Linked DNA regions of Mus musculus: region 1 is linked to region 2. Evidence: chromatin contacts called from public promoter capture Hi-C data. All regions are on one chromosome and are shown on one strand. The core of a region is the stretch at or near the end of the contact, and the rest is flanking DNA. Distances in the headings are between cores, read along the strand shown.

The links. Promoter capture Hi-C pulls out the DNA fragments that hold promoters and counts their contacts.
Region 1: a contact with region 2 is called in a promoter capture Hi-C map of pre-B cells, with 4 times the contacts expected there. The contact joins the promoter of Pdhx here to the promoter of Hsd17b12 in region 2. A contact is called at or near these places in 2 of 39 promoter capture datasets (cranial neural crest and pre-B cells).

The regions. Positions count from the first base shown.
Region 1 is chr2:103,070,916-103,075,140 of GRCm38.p6, reverse strand. It overlaps Pdhx (pyruvate dehydrogenase complex, component X), which reads left to right and starts at 1,628. Exons shown (of 11, transcript NM_175094.5): 1 at 1,628-1,851. The coding sequence starts at 1,692. It overlaps Apip (APAF1 interacting protein), which reads right to left and starts at 1,466. Exons shown (of 7, transcript NM_019735.4): 1 at 1,300-1,466. The coding sequence starts at 1,353.
Region 2 is chr2:94,156,151-94,160,524 of GRCm38.p6, reverse strand. It overlaps Hsd17b12 (hydroxysteroid (17-beta) dehydrogenase 12), which reads left to right and starts at 2,616. Exons shown (of 11, transcript NM_019657.4): 1 at 2,616-2,815. The coding sequence starts at 2,656. It overlaps Gm39885 (a long non-coding RNA gene), which reads right to left and starts at 2,361. Exons shown (of 3, transcript XR_866573.3): 1 at 1,083-2,361; 2 at 633-724.

The DNA.
Region 1 (4,225 bases), core at 379-2,878, 8.9 Mb before region 2:
GTTCCTGCTCGCCTGTACTCCTGTCCGGACTTCCTTCTATGATGAGCAGTGAAGTAGAAGTAGAAGCAACATAAACCCTTTCCTCCCCAAGTTGCTTTCTTTGGTCATGGTGTTTCACCACAGCAATAGTGACCCCCCACCCCCCAACACAGACCAAAGTCGTTTATTTGATCTGCACAACACTTAGAACTCAAGCCAACATTTTTGAATCAGGAAATTTCACACAGAATATGACTTTCTAAGTGTCCCTCAAAAAAGCAGAATTTGACACTGCGTCTATACCTCCAAACAGCAAGAAGAGGCTAGAGACATGTAATGAGATCTCTAGTTGAGGTATATGGTGGTCCTAGAGTTTTCTTTGTGGTTTCCTCAAAATATGGGCCAATCTAAAATGCTAGGTATTCAAAAGTCTTTGACAAATCACCATCTGAAACCACCCACTTCTCCTTCTATACTTGAAAAACATCTTCAGCTTCTTTTTTGTATGTGGCTATTTTCTGTCTTGATAAATTCAATCACAGCTCTTGAATCACAGGTTATTTTGCTGATCTGGCACAACACTTAGTATGAAAAAAAAATCTGTATTTCTATGATGACCGTCACCAAGATTTACTAATAAGGGATGACAAACATGTCTGCTATCAATGCACCTTGATTCTGATACATTGCTTCTACTTTCCTCGTTCTCCATATATAGGGATGGCCACCAGGGACCTGTGTCCTATATGCAAAATCTCCCTTTCAGTCGTGCCTAATTTCAAGGTTTATAAAGAATTTGTGAAAAGCCACTTATTCCAAGACAATAATAGTTCAGATGCTCTGCATTAAATATTTCCTGTTTTATTTTAAATTGAGACCCCTTGGCTAGACGAAAGGTTAGTAAAGATATAATTTTGTGGACTTCCCCTGAGTCTTCTGCAGGGCTTATCAGTTAGTATCGAAGCTGTTTATTCTTCTAGTTCGCTAGTTCACCATTTTCTTAGCACTAGAAGGCATTTCATAAGCCTGCGTCCTGTTTAACTGAAAGAAAACCCATGTTGCCCCAGGGCCCATTTTCCTTAAAGAAGAATCATTTCCAAGAGCTCCCACCTCATAACGTCAAGTAAGATAGGCAAGGACAACTGCCCAAAAGAGTGCCCTTTGGGGTGCCTGACAATTCCGGTAGAGCAGTCCTACTAGCACAGAGGGGCCTCTGACTTTCGCGGACTGGGTTAGGAATTAGCCGCCTAGAGCTCCTGGCCGAAGCCCCACCCCGCGGCCCGTGACCCCACCTCGCCTGCTGTAGACCGCCGTCCTTACCTGCGCGCCACACGGCCGCGAGCAACAGTCTCCTTGAGCTTGACAGCCAGACATGGTTCTGACTCTGCTCCGTTATCTGTCCCGCGCTCGTTCCAAGTCTGAGCGGCCGGCAGAACGCTATTAGGCGACAGAGCGGGCAGCCTGGGGGCGGAGCAAGAGTGAGAGGCGGAGTCTGAGGGGGACCTCGTCCCTTTGGAGAATCTGCGGCGGCGCAAACCGGCCGGTGGGCGTGCCCGTGAAGGTTGGAGGCGGTGTTAGAAGGACTAGTCCTCCAGTCCAAGGCGGGGAGCGTGCGCTGTGGGCGGGGCCAGCCCATGCAAGGCGGGGCCTGGACGGGCCTTGAGGCCGCCAATCTAGTTGACTTGCGAGCTTTCCCGGAGAAAGCCGGGAAGATGGCGGCCTCCTGGAGGCTTCACTGTAACCAGCCGCTGCTTCGGTACCTTCTGGGATTTAGCAGCCGTCGAAGCCTGGGACTGGCTCAGGGTGCTGCTGCTTGGCCTGTCGACCGTGGAGCAAGTTGGAGGTGGTTTCACAGTACTCAGCTGCTGCAGGGTGAGTGGCTTGCGCTCGCTCCACTTCTCTCTTTAGCTGAGCAATGGGGCCTGGGTCAGGGGCTTTCTTGATTGGGGACACGGTTTGTGAGGTTAAGTGCGGACTCTTCCTGTTCCTTTCAACCTCCCCCAGAAACGGGCCTGCTGACTTAGCCTATGGCATGCGGCAAAAGAACTGTCTTCAGACTTGGGAGAGCATGGTTCCGTCCTTGGCCTGCCTTCAGGGCTACATGGCTTCTCTGTGACCTTGCTTTAGAATTTGAGAAATTTCGATGTCACCTAGGGAGGGTCTGTTTTAAATCCCTCTATTTTAGACCCTTATCAATCACATGTCAAATTTCTTTAATTTTACCATTCCTCTCTAATGTAATATAGCTGCCCATACATTCAAAGCCACTATTACCCATACTGATTCATTCAAAGGACCTGTCCCTATTGGAAAACTTTAAATCTTACTGCACTTAATGTATGCAGCATACAAGACTTAACTTAGAAAATACAGAATCACAGACATTGCTAGAATGTTTCAAGTAAAATATGTGGCATGAAATTCATACAGCCTATTACATAAAATTGTTCTTAAGCAGTGATATTGAACTCGGAGATATACCCACTGTCCTTCCGTTATTTAACATACAGCATATAAAATGGCAGACCTGGCATTATTCTTCCTTACGTGTATGAATATGGGCTGGGGGTTAGGATGGGGGCACAGAAAACAGTTTTAGAAACCATTAGACATTTAAGTAATCATTCTTACCACCACCTGGTACAGTAGGCCTAGCCCACACTTTCTGAGCTGTCTGAGGCCACAAAACAAAACAAAAAAAAAGAAAAAGAAAAACAATAAAATCCGTGTGCTGAGATTTCTAAAGAGGGGCTAATAGGGACAATTTACCTAAGTCATTTTTGGAGTAATGTTTAATAAATACTTCCTGGATATTGTCTTTAACTGTATAGTATATAATATTTTCTCTGCCTGGTCCTCATTTGTTAAAACTGAACTTGCCTACACTTAGCAGAAACTCTGACTCAGGAATCTGCACCTTATACTGTTGTGAGTTTAATGGAGCACACTTTTGAGACTCCCTGCCTCAAAACATCGAGGAATATGAAAGCTTAGATTGGGAAAAATACCTGTGAAATGGCCTATCCTTGCTTGTGAGGTCTTTTTGAGAGTGTGAATTTCCTAAACTCTGTTTAAAAAGGAAAGAGTGTGTGTTCTTAGACACAAAAAATGAGTAGTTTCCAAGATTTTTCTTAGAGTCAGCTGCTTCTGCCTTTAGAAATTCACATGGATAGTTTTCATCTGCTAAGTCTTGGCATTTTACCTGGACTTATCCTCTACCTCCGGGTAGATACCTTGAACACCTTGTCTGTCGGCATCATTTGTAGGAAGATGGTGCTGAATCCCAAGGCAAACTGAGTAGTTTTATTATCACTACCCACTATCCACTTAAAGTACACATTCATTGTCTTAAAGCTTTTGGGGTCAGAAGTATAAAATGAATCTCACTAGGCTAAAGTCAAGGCGTCTAGCCAGGATTGTCTTCTTTGGAGGTTCTAGTAGGCAATCTGTTTCCTTGTTTTGTTTTGTTTTAGTTTGTTTGTTTGTTTGTTTGTTTTTGCTTTTTTTTTTCCATCCAAAGCCTTCTCAGATTTGTGGGCTCTTAGTTCCTGTCTCTCCTCCAGCTCAGTAACAGCGAGTCTAGTATTGAGCACACTTGTATCTCTCCACACTTCCTCCTACCTCGCTTCCATCGAGAGGATGAAGTCTTGTTGCTATGTTGGGCCCAGCAGGATAATGGATTTTTCCCCATCTCAGGATCAGTTGATAACAACCTCCATCCACGTTCATCTTAATTCTGTCTTGTTCTGTGAGATAGCATATTTGTAGATTTCGGACATTATGACAGAGACCTCCAATAGAGGCATTATGCTACATGTGGAGCCCGAATCTTTCTACCAACTCTTACCAATACGATTTTGTTAAGCTACTTGAATACATTAATTATTTTAGAAAACATGAACTTAGAGGGTTGGCTTTCTTTTTTTTTTTTTTTTTTTCATCCTCGTACTTTAATAAAACTAAGCTGGTTTTTGTATCATCAGAGACTGAATTAGGTGCATTTAGTGAACCCACTTCTCTTTCACATACTTATGTAGGATTTTAAAATCTGTAAATTTGGAAGTACTCTTGTTTTGTTTTCCCTAAAGGGGATTTGTTGGCTGCCTTTGGGAGTTATGGCATGGGCTGTGTGCTTAACACTTCTTAGAATTTTTTATTGAGTTCTAACGATCTAAAACTTCGGTATTATTGCTGTTTATTTGTGTAAAACTACAAAAGTTCAGAAAAGTGAAGCCTTGCAGCTGTG
Region 2 (4,374 bases), core at 1,367-3,866:
CTTTCTTTCTTTCTTTCTTTCTTTCTTTCTTTCTTTCTTTCTTTCTTTCTTTCTTTCTTTCTTTCTTCCTTCCTTCCTTCCTTCCTTCCTTCCTTTCTTTCTTTCTTCCTTCATTTCTTTCTTTCTTTTCAAACAAGGTATTACTATATAGACAAGGCTGGCCTTGAACTCACAAAGATTGAATGTCTCTGGCTCCAGAATGATGATATTAAAGTCATGAAACACTATACCCAGCTTCTTATATATTGTTTAAAAGAAATTCTACAGCAACAATTGTTATTTGCCAAGACAGCTTCTGAGAGACTAATAATGAAGCGTTTTCCCATATTCTAGTATAAAAACACTTGAGATTTGCATTAGTTGGCAGTAACAGAGCTAAGAAATCTGTCATGGTATATTTTGTTTGCAGAGTGAACAAGCCTTGTTGTAGAACTGGTTATGAGAATTTAATAGAAAAGAAGGGCAACCCCCAGGTTTTGCATCTCGAAGAAATCATGAGTAGTGAGTGGTTCAGCTAAGGAGATGGGGAAGAAAAAGTAAAGATGTGTCTTAGTGACTGTTCTATTGCCATGAAGAGACAACGTGTTCAAAGCAACTTATAAATGAAAGCATTTAATCAGAGACTTACTTACAGTTTCAGAGGGCAAGTCCATGAACAACATGGCAGGGAACATGGCAGCAGGCAGGCATGAATGACTCTGGAGAAGCAGCAGAGAGCTCACATCTAGTCCACAAGCAAGAGGAAGAGAGAGAGAGCATGCTAAGTTGGAATGGCATGAACTTTTGAAACCTCAAAGCCCACCCCCAATGACACACCTCCTCCAACAAGGGCACACCTCCTAATCCTTCCCTAACTGTTCTATCAACTGCTGACCAAGTCTTCAAACATAGGAGCCTGTGAGTGGCATTGCTGTTCCAGCCACCAGAAGAGGCATATGAGGGCAGGTGTGGAGTTTTATTTTTAAATTTATTAAGCTTGAGTGGAGAATGTAGCTCAGTTGATACACTACTTGACTAGCATGTGTAAAGCTCTGGGTTCAATCCCCAGCACTGAAGTAAGAAAAAAAAATGGTGTCACATACCTGGAATCTCAAACCTTGGGAGGTAGAGGCAGCTTAGGATATTTGACATCCTGTCTCAAAACAAAAACAAACAATAAATGTATTGAGCTTGAGTGGAGATATTGAATGAGCCCCTGGACCTCTAAGTAGAGCCTGAACAGCGACTCCATTTGTTTACTTTATGTCTGTCTCCCTGTCCGCTGAAGTACTTCCATGCTCTTCCAGAGATCAGATTTTTGTGTCCCCTTAAAGCTTCCCTTCAGGGCAGGGGAGATTGCTTGGTGGGTAAAGTATTTGCTGCTCAAGCATAAGGCCTGTTTTCAGAGTCAGGGCCACAGCTTGTGCATCAACAAGTGAGTTTCGGTCACCTGTCCTTCCTAAGTCAGCTAAAACAGTCAAATTAATAGTGCAGAACAGCAGGAAAAGAAAAGAATAAAAAAAGATTTGGGAAAAGTTATAAAGAGACCCAGTACCTTCCACCAAAGCCATGTTTTAGGTTCTGATGTGCAGTTATGGTTTAAGAATGGGCCAGAGTAACATAAATCTAAGCAAGTCAAAGTGTGGTCCAGCCAGCTCACCACTGGCCCCTCATTGCCTCCCCTGTAAGGTGTTCTGGAAGTGTTTGCCCACGTTTTAGGTTTTCTTTTATCCCAGCATGAAGTCCCTTGATGGGGGTGAATCGGTTCCTGTTTTGATTTTATTGTTTTGATTGTCTTACAGTAAAAAGTATAGGACACAAATATCTCTTTAATATCCTCCCACAAAACAAAAATAAAATGATTTTGGTTTTTACTGGACCAGGTCCAATAAAAAAATTTGAGTTTCCCAGAATTGCTCCATAAGCTCTGTTCTTGTAGGATACTTTTCATTCATCTTACAACTGTTAACGCTACTACACAGTAGAGTTTTCTGGAATTCCGAATTATTGGGAACAAGTATAAAGTTCATTGTGGGAGCTAAGGCAGTCATTCAAAAAAATGGAGCGAAAGCGTGCTCTGCAGACAAAGGGGAACCGTAAACCTTCATCTGAAAAGTCTGAGGAATTAACAATCCGAAAGCGGTTATTACTAAGACGTAATCACAAGCACTACTCCAGCTCCTCCCGGACTTCTACTATATTCTTCCCTTTCCGGTTCCATTCCTTCCTGAAATGTGAGCTAAACCCAGTTAGGTATCACTGGCCAATCAGCGCGCAGCCTTCCGCAGTCGTAAGGGCCGCCTCTGCCAATGAGAGATCCCTGCGCTTCGGTGGTGCGAGGTAAAGCTTGTGGGCGGAGCCAAACGTTGAGCGGCTTGTGAGCGAGCCACTGTCTTAATACGGAAATGCGGCTCTGAGCGCGCCGAAGGGGATTGTGGGCGGGGCTACGAAACGAAGGCTAACCAATAGGAGACATAGTACGCTTACAGGAAAGAGAAGTCACCAATAGACACATGGATATGACTATGTAGGCGGGTCTTAGACCTAAAGCGTTCAAAAAATCACGTCTATTCGCTGCGTCTTCGCCGTCACGGCGGCACCGCCTCCTCGTCCCATTCATTCTTTTTTTTTTTTTCCTTCCCCATTCACCGTAGTAGTGAGGCCTAGTCACGAGCCATGGAGTGCGCTCCCCCGGCGGCCGGCTTCCTGTACTGGGTGGGCGCGAGCACCATTGCCTACCTGGCCCTGCGAGCCTCGTACTCGCTCTTCAGGGCCTTCCAGGTGTGGTGCGTGGGCAACGAGGCCTTGGTCGGTCCGCGACTCGGAGAATGGGCAGGTGAGTGGAACCACAAGCCGCGACCACGCTGTGGCCCTTGTTCCCCTGTCGCTCGCGCTCAGCGAGCCCGCTCTGGAGCGCGGAAACTTCTCCAGACCCTGAGCGCACTGGCGGGGTGGGTGATCTGACCTGCTGCTGCCTGGTGGGCACGGAGGAGACCTTTCTTAACTCCCCGGACTTGTCCTGTTGGAGCCCTCCTGGGCAGGCGGCCGGAGTCAGGCGCATTGTCCGCTGTGTCCCTTGCAGTGTTTATTTATTTTTTAAAATAAAGTTTTTCACTTGGCTTGAAAACTGGCCCTGTGCTATGGATGAGAGCATAGGTGAAGATAGGAAGAAGGGTTGCAGGGACAACGATTTCAGAAGTTAGGATCTTGGGAAACTTGATTCTCCAGTTACTTGAATTGGGTTTGTTTCATGTAATTTAACAAGTCCTTTTGGGGAGGGGGGAGGTGGAGGCGGTGTCGGAGGAAATCTTGGTAAATTATTCTGGAGTTTCAATGACTAAGAAGCGCTGTTCTGGGAAAACAAAGTCTTCCTATCGTATTCAGTACTTTTTGCAAGAGTTTGCGGAAAATGTCTTTACAAAAAGTGACCAAAACACGCGAACCTTCTTCTTTTCAGTTGACAGATTTTAAAAATGAGAACGAAGGTCGTATCAGAGAAGTTGAGAAAATCCTAGTTCAGCCCTCTCACCTTTGTTTCTATTTTTTGAGAGAAGGGCTTTAAAACAAACACCCATGTAATCATGATGTATGTGTGGCTCTCTGGTGTTTTGTAACTCACTGTTCACGACTCAAACATTTTATAGAATATTGGGGTGCGGTTGCCTACGGACTAAACACAGGACAGAAATCATGTTACTTTTCAGGTTTGTTCTGTTCATTAAAGAACATTTAAACGACTTAGAAAAGACATGACAGTTAATCTTTTGGGACAACACCCTAATAATAGGAGAAAATATTTCAAGTAGAAATGAGTTTGTGAGCCCCTTTCCTTGATGTGGGGCAAACAGTGATTTTATACAACTTTCCAAAATCACTTTTCATAGTCCCTGGGGGAAAAAGTGCTCGCTGTGATTAAGATTCAGATGATATAATTTCACAATTGACTTGGTCAGTTTCTTTGTTGTCAGCTTGGAAAAAGTTGTTTGTTGGCTTATTTTTATTTTTTTTTAAGTCAATGCAACAGTAATCCCATAGGAAATCAGTTATCCAATAAAATGAAACTTGCAAAGAAAGCCCAGTGTTGCTTTAGCTTTATTATTGTAAATTGTTTGCACAGTCTAAAACGCAGAGTGAAAGTCAAGGGTTTGCCACGTTCAAGGTAGGTTTGGCTCCATCCAGACAAAGGGAAACTGGTAAAAATTAGGAAAGCATTTCTGGCAGATTTAGAAAAGAAATTTGACCTAGAACATTGGGATATGAAAGAGAACTGTGGTGTCATATGGAAGTGAAGTATAGTTGGGGTCAATTGTTTGGGGTTTTGGTTTTTTTTTTTTTTTTTTTTTTTTTTTTTTTAATGCTTAAGCAAAAGAAATGATAAGCAAGATGGCTTAGCAG